3 separate regions of the Mus musculus genome follow, and regions 2 and 3 are each linked to region 1. A link is a contact called in public promoter capture Hi-C data. All regions are on one chromosome and are shown on one strand. Each heading gives the region's core, a stretch centred on a gene start, on an enhancer-like site or on the middle of the called end of the contact. The rest is flanking DNA. Distances are from core to core; before and after follow the strand shown. Region 1 holds the start of Alox12e (arachidonate lipoxygenase, epidermal). Region 2 has its middle 3.0 kb from the start of Gm32946. Region 3 holds the start of Mgl2 (macrophage galactose N-acetyl-galactosamine specific lectin 2).

The links. Promoter capture Hi-C pulls out the DNA fragments that hold promoters and counts their contacts. Capture Hi-C pulls out chosen DNA fragments and counts their contacts.
Region 2: a promoter capture Hi-C map of liver shows a contact between it and region 1, with 2.0 times the contacts expected there. The contact joins the enhancer-like site here to the promoter of Alox12e in region 1. A contact is called at or near these places in 11 of 39 promoter capture datasets (the 3T3-L1 cell line, the C10 cell line, the HPC-7 cell line and 6 more), 16 of 484 Hi-C or Micro-C datasets (B cells, the Ba/F3 cell line, the C2C12 cell line and 12 more), 2 of 115 datasets of contacts at active chromatin or transcription factors (both in embryonic stem cells) and 3 of 9 other capture datasets (adipose tissue, liver and pancreatic islet).
Region 3: a contact with region 1 is called in a promoter capture Hi-C map of liver. The contact joins the promoter of Mgl2 here to the promoter of Alox12e in region 1. A contact is called at or near these places in 3 of 39 promoter capture datasets (the C10 cell line, cranial neural crest and trophoblast stem cells), 1 of 484 Hi-C or Micro-C datasets (the Ba/F3 cell line) and 3 of 9 other capture datasets (adipose tissue, liver and pancreatic islet).

The regions. Positions count from the first base shown.
Region 1 is chr11:70,320,365-70,324,996 of GRCm38.p6, reverse strand. Alox12e (arachidonate lipoxygenase, epidermal) reads left to right here and starts at 2,467. Exons shown (of 14, transcript NM_145684.2): 1 at 2,467-2,675; 2 at 3,111-3,312; 3 at 3,484-3,565; 4 at 3,647-3,769; 5 at 3,858-3,961; 6 at 4,107-4,267. The coding sequence starts at 2,541.
Region 2 is chr11:70,072,310-70,076,941 of GRCm38.p6, reverse strand. No RefSeq gene overlaps it. Among named protein-coding and RNA genes, the nearest start is that of Gm32946, 3.0 kb to the left of the region's middle. Within about 2 kb of position 2,086, at least 39 of the 459 cell types and tissues checked have an H3K27ac peak or open chromatin away from gene starts, as enhancers often do. A contact at or near this core is called in the C2C12 cell line, adipose tissue, liver and 1 more, where this site is marked.
Region 3 is chr11:70,128,482-70,133,113 of GRCm38.p6, reverse strand. It overlaps Mgl2 (macrophage galactose N-acetyl-galactosamine specific lectin 2), which reads right to left and starts at 2,757. Exons shown (of 10, transcript NM_145137.2): 1 at 2,672-2,757. It also overlaps the pseudogene Gm12311.

The sequences.
Region 1 (4,632 bases), core at 1,218-3,717:
GGGGGATGACACAGGCAGAAGGGACAATACACTGTGCTCAATACTGCGGGTAATGAAGCCTAAGCCGTGGCAGACGGATGGGTGACTCAAATGTAAGAAATGAAAGTTCAGAGTCAGGGTAGGAATTTGAGTTAGTCACCTCCCGAAGACCTCCACCTCTGAGCATCGATGAGGTGGAGAACACAGGAGCTCTTGAGGATCGTTCCATGTCCAGACCCTCGGGCTAACCTTTTGGGGTACTTACCGTGTTATCTCCTCCAAAAAGACTGACACATGTGCCTTCAGCATGCCAAATGCACATAGCAAGGAGAGAGTGTGACATTTCAGTGCCTGCCTGGTAAACTGTATGCCTGCTAAGAACAGTTGTTTGAGGCTGGGGAAGAGGGCCACAGGAGGCCCTACATTTCAACCCTCAAGACCCACAAAGTAAGCTAGGCATGGCTTTGAGTGCCTGTGACCCCAGCACACGCAGGGAGTAGCGATGAGCAGGTCCTGAGATCTCACTGGCCAGTCAGCCTAGACAGAATGGTGAACTCCTGGGCCAGTGAGAGGCTTTGTCTCAAGGAAATAAGGTAGGGATCAATAGAGAAAGATACTCCCAAAAGTTCTTCTCTGGTCTACACACACACACACACACACACACACACACACACACCCCATGAGAAAGAACACAGGACTCTGGAGCCTGTCATGGAAAAACTGCAATTCCGGGCAGCCTGGGCTAAATGGAGTATAATGAGAACATGTATCAATGGGGGGATACGTGAACTATGATTATTGTAAAATTGTGCAACCCATAAACAAATATTAGCACTGGGATGGTAGCATAGCTATATTTTTAAAATTAGAATCAAATAGAATATTCTCTGACTATATAAGCAAGATGCATTTAAAAAGCCCTGCCATGATACTGATGCGAAGTAGCCAAGATAACTGTTTAAAAAATAAAAAGCCAGGCATGGTGGCACAAGCCTTTAATTCCAGCACCCAGGGGCAGAGGCAGAGGCAGAGGCAGAGGCAGAGGCAGAGGCAGAGGCAGAGGCAGAGGCAGAGGCAGAGGCAGAGGCAGAGGCAGAGGCAGAGGCAGAGGCAGAGGCAGAGGCAGAGGCAGAGGCAGATGGATCTCTCTGAGTTCAAGACCAGCCTGGTCTACAGAGTGAGTTCCAGGACAACCAGGGCTGTCTCAGCTCTCCTGGGAAGGGCGAGTGCAGGACCACAACTGGGCTCACAGAGACCTGGGGACCTGGGACTCTGCAGGGGTCCTGGAGTGAAAGGAACACAAGAAAGGGGTTGGGCCTGTCTCCAAAAACAAACAACAAGAAAGGCTGAGGGAAAACTGGTAAAGAACTAGACAAGTTGCATTTAGTGTTTGTTCTGCAAGATCCTTCAAGCACCCGCTCCACTATAAACTAATGGCAAGTCCGTGTCCTCCCCCCCCCCCCCCCCCCGTTTGTCTGAGAAAGTACATCTATACTTTTAGATTCAGGTCTCAGTCGCATGTTTTTTTGTTTTGTTTTGTTTTGTTTTGTTGTTTTTGTTTTTGTTTTTGTTTTTTTCGAGACAGGGTTTCTCTGTGAAGCCCTGGCTATCCTGGCACTCACTTTGTAGACCAGGCTGGCCTCGAACTCAGAAATCCGCCTGCCTCTGCCTCCCGAGTGCTGGGATTAAAGGCGTGCACCACGCCCGGCTCTCAGCCGCATGTTTTGACGGACTCTTCGACCACGAGGCAAGGGATCAGTTAGTTAAGTAGTTAGCTCTTAAGCAAAATCCATTGTGGATTCAGGGACTTTTGTCCACAGGAGCACAGGAGCACCTGGACAGAGGCAGGAGTGTCACAGGACAGAGAGGTATACCCCTGTACTCGCTCTGAGGAGGAAGGGGGGCCGAACTCTGGGAGATGTGGTGGGAAGACTTAGTCCTGAAGAGAGTCCTCTCTCCTGTTCCTTTCCCTGTCCCCTTCCCTGCAGTTTGTCCACAGTATGGGTGCTCAGCCTAAAGCTTTGTCTTCAAAGATCAGGTTTCAGGGAGGTCCAATGGAAACTTCCAGACTATAGGGAAATTCCAAACTCCCTCCTCGGGCTCTCCAGTTTGAACAATGAACACCTCTACTGCACCTGTCCTCAACAAAAACAACAACAAAACTCTTTGGTCCTTGCCAAGATGCTAAGCTCACTTCCACGGAAAAGCGCGCCCCACCCAAAGCCTTTCTACTGCTGTCATCACTGCCTGCTGCGCTTTTTTTTTCCACTAAAATTGGGTGGGCGTGAGACTTAGCTAGCTGATGTGCTTAGCTCAGGGCTGGGCATGAAGCCCTTGCCAAGAAAACAAGGTAGGGATGCATTTTTGGAAACTGCTGGCAAACCATCTAGAGACAGTGAAGGTGAGAATCAGATACCTGCTCCTTAGTTGGGGAGGGACCTGAGTGGGCGGGGGCAATTCAAATACACCAAACTCTGGTCTAGGTGTGACTCTCTGGAGGCAGCCTCTCAGATCCTCTTAAGAGCAGTTTCCCCCCAGGTCCCTCTAGAGGATCAGCCGAGATGGTCAAGTACAAGATCCTCGTAGCCACTGGAGACTCGGTTTTTGCGGGCTCCGCCAACCTGGTGCATCTGTGGCTGGTGGGCGAGCATGGAGAGGCGGACCTTGGGAAGCAGCTGCGGCCACTGCTGGGAAGGGTGAGTGCCGGCCACTACGTGGGGCTCTCGCGGAGAACCGGGGATCTGAGACTCTGCAGGGGTTCTGGGAACTGTGGGGAGGGGAGGAAGCCTGATCCCAGAGAACCACTGAGAAGGTGATCCGGGAGTGATAGCAGGCGCAGGTGGGCTGGCTGCGAGAAAAGGGGACAGAGAAAGGAATAGGAGAGAGGGGCTGGGCAGAAAGAGGGGGCGGGGATGAGACAACACTGGGGAGCGCTGCAGGTGCACAGAGGAGCCTGGAGCCCAGCAGAGCGCCCCGCTCCTTCCTCGACGCCACTCGGTTCAGGTCTCTTTCCTTGAGTGCTTCTTAGAAGGGCAATTGGAGCCAAAGCCAAGCTTCTCCGAGGGCTCACTGACACTGCTGCCCACACGGAGGACCCCAGACTTGCTTAGGAGCTGTGTCCTATCCCACAGAAGACAGAGCTGGAGGTCGACGTCCCCTTGCATCTAGGGCGCCTCCTGGCGGTGAAGCTGCGCAAACAGAAAGGCCTATTGGATTCTGACTGGTTCTGCAAGAGCATCACTGTGCAGGGCCCTGGGACCCAAGGAGAAGCCTTTTTCCCCTGCTACAGTTGGGTGCAGGGCAAGGAGACTATCTGCCTAACCGAGGGCACTGGTGAGGACTCTGGCGGTGCCGCTGAAGGATGCAGGAGGTCGTTGGGCTTGTTATGAAATAAATTACAGAAAAGATTAGAGATAGAGGGGAGCGGGGGAGACGAGAAAGGATGAGATGGAGGGCACAGAGCGGTGCCCTAAGAGGACACACTTTTGTGTCTGCTTCTTCCAGCCCTGAAGGTAACTGATGACACTCAGAACCTGTTTAGGAAGTATCGAGAGCAGGAGCTGGAGAACAGAAGGAATGTGTATCGGTGAGTTCAAGAAAACTGTCGATCGCCCTCTAGAGCCTCCAAACCCACTGTCTCACGTAAGGCTCCGTATCTGTTCCCCAGGTGGGGCTCCTGGAAGGAGGGATTAATCCTGCCTATAGCAGGGAGTACTGAACGGGACCTCCCCCGGAACCAGAGATTCATGAAGGATAAGGATTTAGATTTTTCCCTCTCTCTGGTCAAAGAGTGAGTACTTGGTTGAGTTTGCGCAGTTTCGCCTTAAGCTGTAAGGTGGGCTCTTTCTTGATCTTCTTGCACGGTGTTCTTTGCACAGGTTGAAGAACTTTGCTATTAAGGGGACTCTAGATTTTGTAAGTCGTGTACAAAAGCTGGAAGATTACCAGAAAGTATTCCCACATACAAAGACTGCTCTGCCTGGTCAGTGACCACAATTTCCTAAAGTCTCTTTAATCAGAATTCCAACCCAGCTATCCGAGAGAACTGGGGAGAGAGGGCAGGAGATGATGGGTTGGCTGGAGGGCACGTTTAGAGCTCACACTGTGTTCTCAACGGATGTCTTCAGAGCGGGTCCGTGGTTCCTGGAAGGAAGATGCTCTCTTTGGGTACCAGTTCCTCAACGGTGCAAACCCCATGCTCCTGAGGCGGTCCATGCGCCTTCCAGCCCGGCTGGTCCTGCCTCCAGGGATGGAAGACGTACAGACCCAGCTGGAGAAGGAGCTCAAGGTGCTGAGCTGCCTCTGTTTAGCTTATGCACCCAACCCCATCCCCATGGTTCTGACCGATTTCTTTCCCTTTCCTTGCTTCCTTCCCCCCCACCTCTCCTTGTGTGACTCCATCATCAATACCCTCCTTTATCTGCATTTAGGATTTCTTTTCTTAGATCATTTTTTAAGGTTAGCATACAAAATGGTGACAGGTTTCATCATCACTTGGAGTTTCTCAACTTTGGAGCTATGCCATGGTTGTGACCTATATAATTCTTTCTTTTAGGGTGTTCCCCTGTATAGTAATGTCCTAGTAATATCTCCTGCCTCTTACCTATTAGATGTCAGTAGTACATCTTTTGTGACAACCAAAAATATTGCCAA
Region 2 (4,632 bases), core at 837-3,336, 250 kb after region 1:
TCTAGCCCTTCCATGCACCTCCCCCCCTCTGAAGTTGATAATGTATAACCTGTTTTCCTTTATTATTGCCATATATGTATATGTGTATGCACAAATGTATTTTAATACAACCTGCTGAGTCCATTTGTTTTGGTGGTGTATATATGGCTCAAGGTTGATCACTCTGAACTAGACAAACAATAAAAGGCTCATCCCTAAGAGAAGCCAATTGTCTCTCTCCCAGCAGTCATTAGTTTCCTGTAGGTCGTCTAGGGGTGGGCCTCCATGAAAACTTCCCCCTTCCATGTTAACCTATCCATCAATATCATCATTGCTCTGGCCTTGTTTACACAGCCATGCCTACAAAAGACTGTTTCACTTTCTGTATCCTGCATCTTACAACCCTTTGCCCCCTTTTCCACAATGTTCCCTAAGCCATAGATAGGTGCAGGAGCTGTGATGTAGATATATTCCATCATGGCTGGGCCTCCTACAATCTATTGGTCTCTGCATTGTGTCCAGTTGTGGTCTTCTGTGGTGGTCTCCATTCGCTGCCAGGAGAGGCTCCTTTGACAGGTGTGATACCTACAGGATAAGATTTAGAATGATGGAAGAAGTTATGCTTGTCTAGCAAAGTGGTATGAAGTGGAAACTTACAGTTTCTTTGGAAAGTCAGTTGTGTTGGTTGTTGTTTTGCTGAGGCAAACACATGAAGGACTGTTTTTCTGAAGCAGACACAGGGGAAAGGATGTTTTTCATCCTTTGCACATGAAAGGATGCGTGATGAAGGATGCTTCACTAATGACAGGCATGTATTGGTTCACCTTACATGGCAATGATGAGCTCTGCTTGCCATGAATCCATAGAGAGAAACACACCAAAAACCTCTGGTGGTGTGCTGGCGGCTTCTTGCCACTTCCCCGGACTCGGGTCGATTGGCAGAGTGATGTCAGCCGGTCCAGACTCACGTGGAGTTTTGTTAAGACAGACTCACATGCTGAGGCAAGACATGTGATGAGGCAAGATCCATGGAGGACACATGATGTTTGGAGAGAGTATAAATAGGACTCGACGGAGAGTGATGGGGGCTTGCACAGCTAGCTTTGCAATGCTTGTAGTATCTTCACAGATCTTCACTTTGTTGAGAGAGACACAGCAAAGAACTCCTGGTGTCCCTGCTGACTCATGCTGAGTCAGCGGAGGCCTGGCTATATCTGCTAGGTCATGCCACAGCTGCTGATTTGTGTTTGCTATTCCAACACTCCTGAACTGACTGACTGTATATCTGTGAAGTGTTTTCGAGTGTATCTAGCTGCCGATGTTGACCTGTGAACTGGACTGTTGATTTTCTAAACAGGTTGACTTCCCCGTATCCTAATAACCTCTCTTTCCCACTGCCTCTGCTGGGCGGTAGCCTAGAAGGGAGGATAAAGTGTTTAAGAACCCATATTAAAAGTAGTCTCTGAAAAATAAAAACAATGGTGGTAGTAATACGTTCTCTTCTCAGCTCTATGACCTTGCTAGTTCCGGGAAGCTAGTTCCAGTACGAGGCATGGTTGCCCTCTGTCGAGTGAATGTCAACTCCACCAACATGCAAATGCCACTTATTGCATTTTTATATATATCTCACCCATGTGCCAACTGTTGTGGGTCACAGGTTTGCAGCTGGGTAGTGTTGTGGATTTGGTCTAACTCTTGTATTGTGTTTATTGGGTGCCCAAAATTACATGGGAATCTGCACATAAGATAGTGAGGGACCCTGCCCCCAATTGGTTTTGATTGGTAAATAAAGTTGCCGGTGGCCACTGGCTGGGCAGGGAGACAGAAGGAGGACTTTAGAATTCCCAGGCAAGGGACCGAGGGAGGAGGGAGAGAGCCATCACTCTGGGAAAGGAGCAAAGACAAGGCCTAAGAGGTGCAGAAGAAAGAGCATAACCATCACGTAAGAGTTGGGGATCGTGGCCCAGGAGCACGGCAGGTCTGGGTCCGGGACAGCCAAGATGGAAAATAGGTCTTAGTAAGTAATAAGTCAGGAATACCAGCGGCGGGGAGACTGTTAGCCACATGGAGATTAGGAAGTGGCCCAGCCTACACTCAGGATAGCAGCGCCACCGTGTGGTACAGCTCCAGTTTCAGGTGCCCTTAAGCAACATTTCGCAATACTATTTATGCCTCTTTCCTAAATACTAAAGTGAAATGTTAGACCGTTAGTTCTTACAGCTTCTTTTTAAAAATCCATAATTAAACTCCTAAGACTAAGTTGACCACTTACACACACACACACACACCCCACCCCCAGCTCCTTTCAATAGTGGTCACTCTTAGAGTGACCAGGGAAAACTGCTTGCGGTGAGGTCAAGGAGGCGTGGCCTCAGAAGATACCAGTTTTCTGGTTCCAATCCAGATATGCTGAACCAGATCCAGAGCCAGGACGACTGTGTTCTAAGTTCACTGGCCAAAGGCCGGCCGTCTTGGGTCTTACCTATCTCTAACAGTTCACATCCTTTCTTGCCGTTGAGTGAGAACTGCAGGGTTGGAGGTAAACAAGAGCACCTACCCAGAGCTCTGCTCCGGGGTGGGGTCTTCCCACGCAGAACAAAATCCCACTCCCCGGGCATCACTGCCACGCACTGAGTGGGTAGTAGAATCTCCTGCAGTAGTTTCTCTCAGCGTCTCACCCCAGGTGTATCTTCTCAGCCAGCTCCTTTAACCAACTGCCTCTGTGGATCCTCAACACTCAAGTCTGCTACAAGCATCTCTTCAACCTAGTAGAAGATGAAGCTTCTGGCATGCATGTTTTTGACGCAGCCTGCAACAGACTTTGCGGTGCTCTGATTGGCCAAAGAGCATATTTGAGAACCACCAGCTGAGACTGCGCTCCTGTCCTTTGTGGGGAGATGGGGTCCATTGCTGCGGATGGAGAGGAAGGATCCCAGCACCAAAATCATTCAGTCTTTTCATCCTGCTCCTTGCCTGCCTGCAAAGCCCAGTAAAGTGTAGTGAAAGTTCGTCTGCAGCCGCAGCCTGGCAGGCACGAAGGGGATTGGGAGTGGGAGTGAGGTGTCTGGGAGGCTACAGGAGCCTGCTGTAAACCCAGTGGTCCCTGGACTGGGAGTCTGGCTAAATGTGATCCATGCTTCCACCGGATTCCAGCATCCCATCCGCCCTAGAGGGTGGAGGTGGGGGTCTATCTCACCCACCAAGCCTGCCTGTAACTCCTGCTAGCAATAGCTTTTGTTCTTAGCTTTTAAAGATAAAACGCGGTGCTGGGTTTCAGGAAATTAAGCTTGTGTGTGTGTGTGTGTGTGTGTGTGTGTGTGTGTGTGTGTGTGTGTGTAGCCAAACTGACATTTAATATCCTCCCTAGATGAAGTCAGCAGGTAACCTGGCAAAAGGTCCTTATTCTGACAAAAGCTGGTCTGAGGCTGTCCTGCCTCATAGGCCCGTGTACAGAGCTGATGACTAAACACACTTCTCTAGACAAGCAACAACTTCAACAAAGAAATCAAAATCCCAGCCAGGTTTTGTAATGCATGCCTTTAATCCCAGCACTAGTGAGCCAGAGGCAGGTAGATGTTGTGAGTTTGAAGCCAGTCAGGACAGAGAAACCCTGTGGGGTTTATTTTGTTTTGCTTTTGTTCATTTGTTTCTTTGTTTGGGCAAGGTATCCCTGTATGGCCCAGGTTGTCTAGAACTCCTCAGTCCTACCTCAGCCACAGCCTCAGCCTCAGCCTCAGCCTCAGCCTCAGCCTCAGCCTCAGCCTCAGCCTCCAGGGCTAGAATGATAGGCATGTGCCATCATGACCAGCCCCATCTTTTGGAGATGTGTTGTCATTAGGACATGTCCAGGACTGGAGAGAAGGCTCAGCAGGTAGGACAGGTAGGAGTGCTTGCTGCTCTTGGAGAGGACCAGGCTCCCAGTAGCCAGGTGGGAGTTCGGGGTAAGAACTTACAACCGCTGTGAGTCCAGTCCTATCGAATCCTCTTCTGGCTTGGGGAAATCTACACTAACTGCGCACATCCACACAGAGACACACATGTATTCACATAAGTTTAAAAAATATTTTTTAAAAAAAAGAGAATTCCTCAAAATTAAGTGGTTCAAGGGAAATACATCATGACTGAAATAGTAACACTAATCTCAGTTCTAAGATGAATGCTTTCAATGACAAACGTTCCTTTCTTATAATTCCAAAATATGGGAAGGTCAGCTGTCAAAATAAGAAGTTCAGCAGGAGGTCCGGCATCTGGTGAGGGTGCTCTTTCTAGTTTGCAAACAGCAACCCTCTTGCAGGTGGCCACATCACATCCAACGGTGGTCAGAAAGAGTGGATGTATGTGTTCTTACAGTTTCTCATAGGCCCCAATCCCATCATGGGGACCAGTCGCTCATGACTTCATCTAAATCTAATCAAAGACACCAACATTGAATCCCACCATTCCATCATAGTGAAGGGAGAGCATCAGCCGGGCAGTGGTGGCACACGCCTTTAATCCCAGTACTTCAGAGGCAGAGAGAGGTGGATTTCTGAGTTTGAGGCCATCCTGCTCTACAGAGTGAGTTCCAGAACAGCCCGGGTTATACGAGAAACCCTGTCTCAAAAAACAAATAAACAACAACAAAAAAAAAAAATAGAAGAAGGGAGAGAGAGC
Region 3 (4,632 bases), core at 1,508-4,007, 190 kb after region 1:
CTGAGAACCTTTCTTAACATTTTCATGGCCACCTACAAATAAGTCTAATATTTTTGTGTGTAGAAAGAATAAATAGCTAAATTTTCATGATGGTTTATGGTTCAAATAAATATAAATAACTTAGAACTTTTTTTAACACTGTAAATGAACAAAGTCACACTGTTCTTTGGAATATTTGCAAATAAAAATTAAATGTTAAGACTTCAAGAAAAAAAAAGTTCGACAGCTGGGTCTAAGATGAGGCTGAACTTGACCTTGAGTCTCATTCTGAGACTGGCATCAGTACCCAGTCAGGAACATAGAAGGAACCGGACCTGAGCTTGCAATAAAACTGGAAGTTAAGACCTAAGTGTGGGCACTTCAGTGCGCGACTTGTATGAAGATTAATTTTGGATCTGGGATTGGAACGGACAGGGTTGAAGTAGGAGCTGAGGTTAGGACTGCAATAGAATACTGTGCTCAGTCAATAAGGTACTTGCCAGGCAAATATGAGGGCTGATATTCCATCCCCAGAACCCATGTGAGGCAGCTGGGAGCAGGGCTGGAGGGATGACCCAGTGGTTAGAGCATTGTACTGGCTAGTTTTGTGTCAACTTGACACAGGCTGGAATTATCACAGAGAAAGGAGCTCAGTTGGGGAAATGCCTCCATGAGATCCAGCTGTGGAGCATTTTCTCAATTAGTGATGGGGATGGGGGGTCCCTTGTGGATGGTACCATCCAGAGATGGTAGTCTTGGGTTCTATAAGAAAGCAAGCTGAGCAAGCCAGGGGAAGCAATCCAGTAAGCAACATCCCTCCATGGCCTCTGCATCAGCTCCTGCTTCCTGACCTGCTTGAGTTCCAGTCCTGACTTCCTTTAGTGATGAACAGCAGTGTAGAAATGTAAGCTGAATAAACCCTTCCTCCCCAACTTGGTTCTTGGTCATAATGTTTATACAGGAATAGAAACCCTAAGACAAGCATGTAATGTTCTTCCAGGCAACCTGAGTTGGCTCCCGGCTCCCACATCGGGCAACCCCTAACAGCCTGTGACTCTAGCTCCAGGGAGATTCAACTCCCTTGGCCTCTAAGGGCACCTGCACTCAAAAGCACTCATCCAAATACAGAGACTCACATGTACATATAATTCAAATAATAAATAAAGTTTTAAAAGAAAGAAAGAAGATCTAGGCATGGTGTCTGTCATGCTAGTAATCTCTGGAGAGGCAGAGACAGCTGGATCCCTGAAGTATGCTGTCAGGTCAGCCCAGCCTACTTAGCAAGATTCAGGTCAGTAAGAGACCCTAACTCAAACACAAAACAAAACAAAACAAAACAAAACAAAACAAAACAAAACAAAAGAGTGGGACAGGGAGATGGCTTGGAAGATAAAGTGCTCACTGTCCAGTCATGAGGTCCCAAGTTTGGATCCCTAGCACCCATGTAAAGGCTGGTTGTGGTGGCACACTCTTTCTTGTAAGCCCAGTGCTTGTGGGAACGGGGCAGAGAGACGTCATGAGAACTCATCAGCAGAAGGATGAGCTGAGAAGGCAAGCTTCCGCTTCAGTGAAAGATCATGTCTTTTTTTTTTTTAAATTAGGTACTTTCTTCATTCACATCTCCAGTGCTATCCCAAAAGTCCCCCACTCCCCCACCCCACCCCCACTCCCACTTCCCAGCCCTGGCGTTCCCCTGCACTGAGGCATATAAAGTCTGCACAACCAATGGGCCTCTATTATATCTGCACGACCAATGGGCCTCTCTTTCCACTGATGGCCGACCAGGCCATCCTCTGATACATATGAGGCTAGAGACACGAGCTCCGGGGGGCACTGGTTAGTTCATATTGTTGTTCCACCCATAGGGTTGCTGTTCCCCTCAGCTCCTTGGGTACTCTCTCTAGCTCCCCCATTGGGGGCCCTGTGATCCATCCAATAGCTGACTGTGAGCATCCACTTCTGTGTTTGCCAGGCCCCAGCATAGTCTCACAAGAGACAGCTATATCAGGGTCCTTTCAGCAAAATCCCACTAGTGTATGCAATGGTGTCAGCGTTTGGAGGCTGATTATGGGATGGATAAAAATAAGGCAGAGAAAGTGAGAGAGAGAGAGAGAGAGAGAGAGAGAGAGAGAGAGAGAGAGAACAAAGGATACTTGATGTCAGCTTCTGCCTGCCACATATGCATGCAGGCATGCACTTACACACATGGAGCCCACACATGCATACCATGCACACACACGCACGCATGCACATGCACATGCAAACTAAGGTAAGCAGCTCCTGAGAATTACAGCCATGTTTGTCCTTGGCCTCCACATACATGCACATATATCTATACGTATAACTACACACACATGAACATGTGTATTGTAGTTAAGAACTATGGTTTGGATCTAAAATATCTCCAAAAGTATGTTAAGCAAAGAACTAAGGTTAGGGATAAGACTAGAGTTAGGATGGAAATCAGCTGGGAACTGGGCCAAGACATATTGAGTTTGAGTCTTAATTTGCCTAGGGATTGTGGAGGCCACAACCCAAGCTAGAGTGCAGTGCTGGTGTATTCCCAAGCCTTACACGAACCCCTTCTATATCTGCATACTTCCTTCCACCCAAGGCCTAGAGCCCTTCCTTCCTTGCATCCCTTACACATCTCTTGCCCCACTGGTCTCCCTGGCAACCCCGACCCAGTTACCTGTGTGAAGTCTTGGCTTCCCTGTGCAGCAATGACCAGAGGCGAGAACTCAGTCGGGGTGGAGAACTATATCCCGGAGGGTTGGTGTGTGGGAGGGGCCAAGCAGAAGCCACATATATGTCCTTTGCGTCCGAAGGCCCAATGGTCTGTTCTCCTTTGCATCTTGAGTGGTCCATTTGGGGAACGTCCAAATCTCTCAGCTTCTGACAGCCAATACTGAGTGACTTGGAAATTGAGTGTGAGTGAGGATTGCCAGCTGGCAGAGGATCAGATTCATCTCCATCTCCAGAGTGTGCCGTCCCATATTCCTCTTTCTAGACCCTTCCACGACTTCCTCATTTTTCACTCGGTGGGAAGGGAGCTTACAACAGAGAGGCAGTCTATTTCCTTCTCCTATGCCTCTTATCTTCATTTGCTTCCTGCCCACGACTCTCCCTGAATGTCGGTGTCTGTCATTGAACAGCACTGCACAAGCCTTCATTCACTGCTTATATCCAAAACCTGGTGTGGTTCCTTGACCCCTGAGTCTGAGGACCCTCGCCACTAAGCCCCATCTCCACACCCCTCACTCCACCCAGAAGGATAGAGAGGGATAGAAACCGTGACCTCACCAGACATGGAGAGAAGGGCTAAAGAGGAAACACATTTTGTTAAGCATTTTAAAGAATTTATTATTTTGTCTTCTTAAGCATCCATTCTGTGCAGGAGGGTATTGGAATAGGTGATTGGTTCCCTCTAGAGCATTAAGACACAATGTGGATGATGGAAGGAAATAGCTATAGATCAAACAGCACTATTTTCCAACACCCAACTTTGCTCTCTGTGCCTGCTCAGCCTTCACCACGGTCCTTGTCAGTGCATGGCTCCTCAGAACACAGATCCCTTCAAGTAGGAATCTGAGTGTTGAAAAACAAAGCAAAAACCTTCAGGTGCTTTTGTTTATTTTCTCTTGTCATTGTTATTGTTTTCCATTTCAAGAGCACTGTTGTTTTGAGACTTTCTTGTTTGTACTGAATTGATATGTGTCAGGACCACTGGACACATCCAGTCATGAAATAGGATCGGCTTGGTGCCATTGCTAGATCACAGCCACCAAAAGGAAGTTCAGTCCCTCCATGACTTCTGACTGAAGCAAGAACCGCAAACGGCATTTCAACGTGCCTTCTCACATTCGGAGGAAGTTCACGTCTTTCCCTTTTTCCAAAGAACTGAGACAGAAGTGTAACGTTCCGTCCACACGAAGTGGTCCATGTGTGCAGGAAGAAATAAGTAACCTACACTGAATGAGTTCAGCAAGAAAAGGCTAATGGCACAACTGTCCATGCGGGCATCCACCCCAGAAAGGTGGGTATCACCAGGGTAAAGCTGGATGAGGGCTGCAAGAAGTTCCTGGAGAGAAAAGCCAAGTCTAAGCAAGTAGAAAAGGAGAAGGGCAAATATAAGGAAAAAAACAATTGAGAAGATGCAGGAGTAGAGACATCTCGTGCACAGCTTTCATTAAAGACTGCTTAAGGAAAACAACAATAACAAAACCCTCTGCGTTCATCTGCATCTCTTTTCATCCATCCTGCCGTTTAGTTATTTGTGATTTCCCTATTTATGTTTGTGATTTTCCATCTCAGTTTTGTTTTATTTATTCTGTGATAATTTTATTTATTCTGTGATAATTTGATGAGTCTGTATTTAGGCTTGGATCGAAACAGCTGCTATCAGGAGGTAATGAAACCTTTTAAAGGCGGCTGAGTGGGAGGCCTTCCTGTCGTGGAGCTGTGTGAGATCCCAGCCTTTTCCTCTTTCTCTTTTTCTACATAGCCAGGAACTGGGCAGTTTTGCTGCCCCATACTCCTGACATGATGTCCAGCCTTGCCATGGACACAATGCAATGGAACCAACCATAGGCAAAACACAGAAAAATCTGACTCCAATTAAGGCTATCCTTTTTATAAACTAATTGTCTTGGA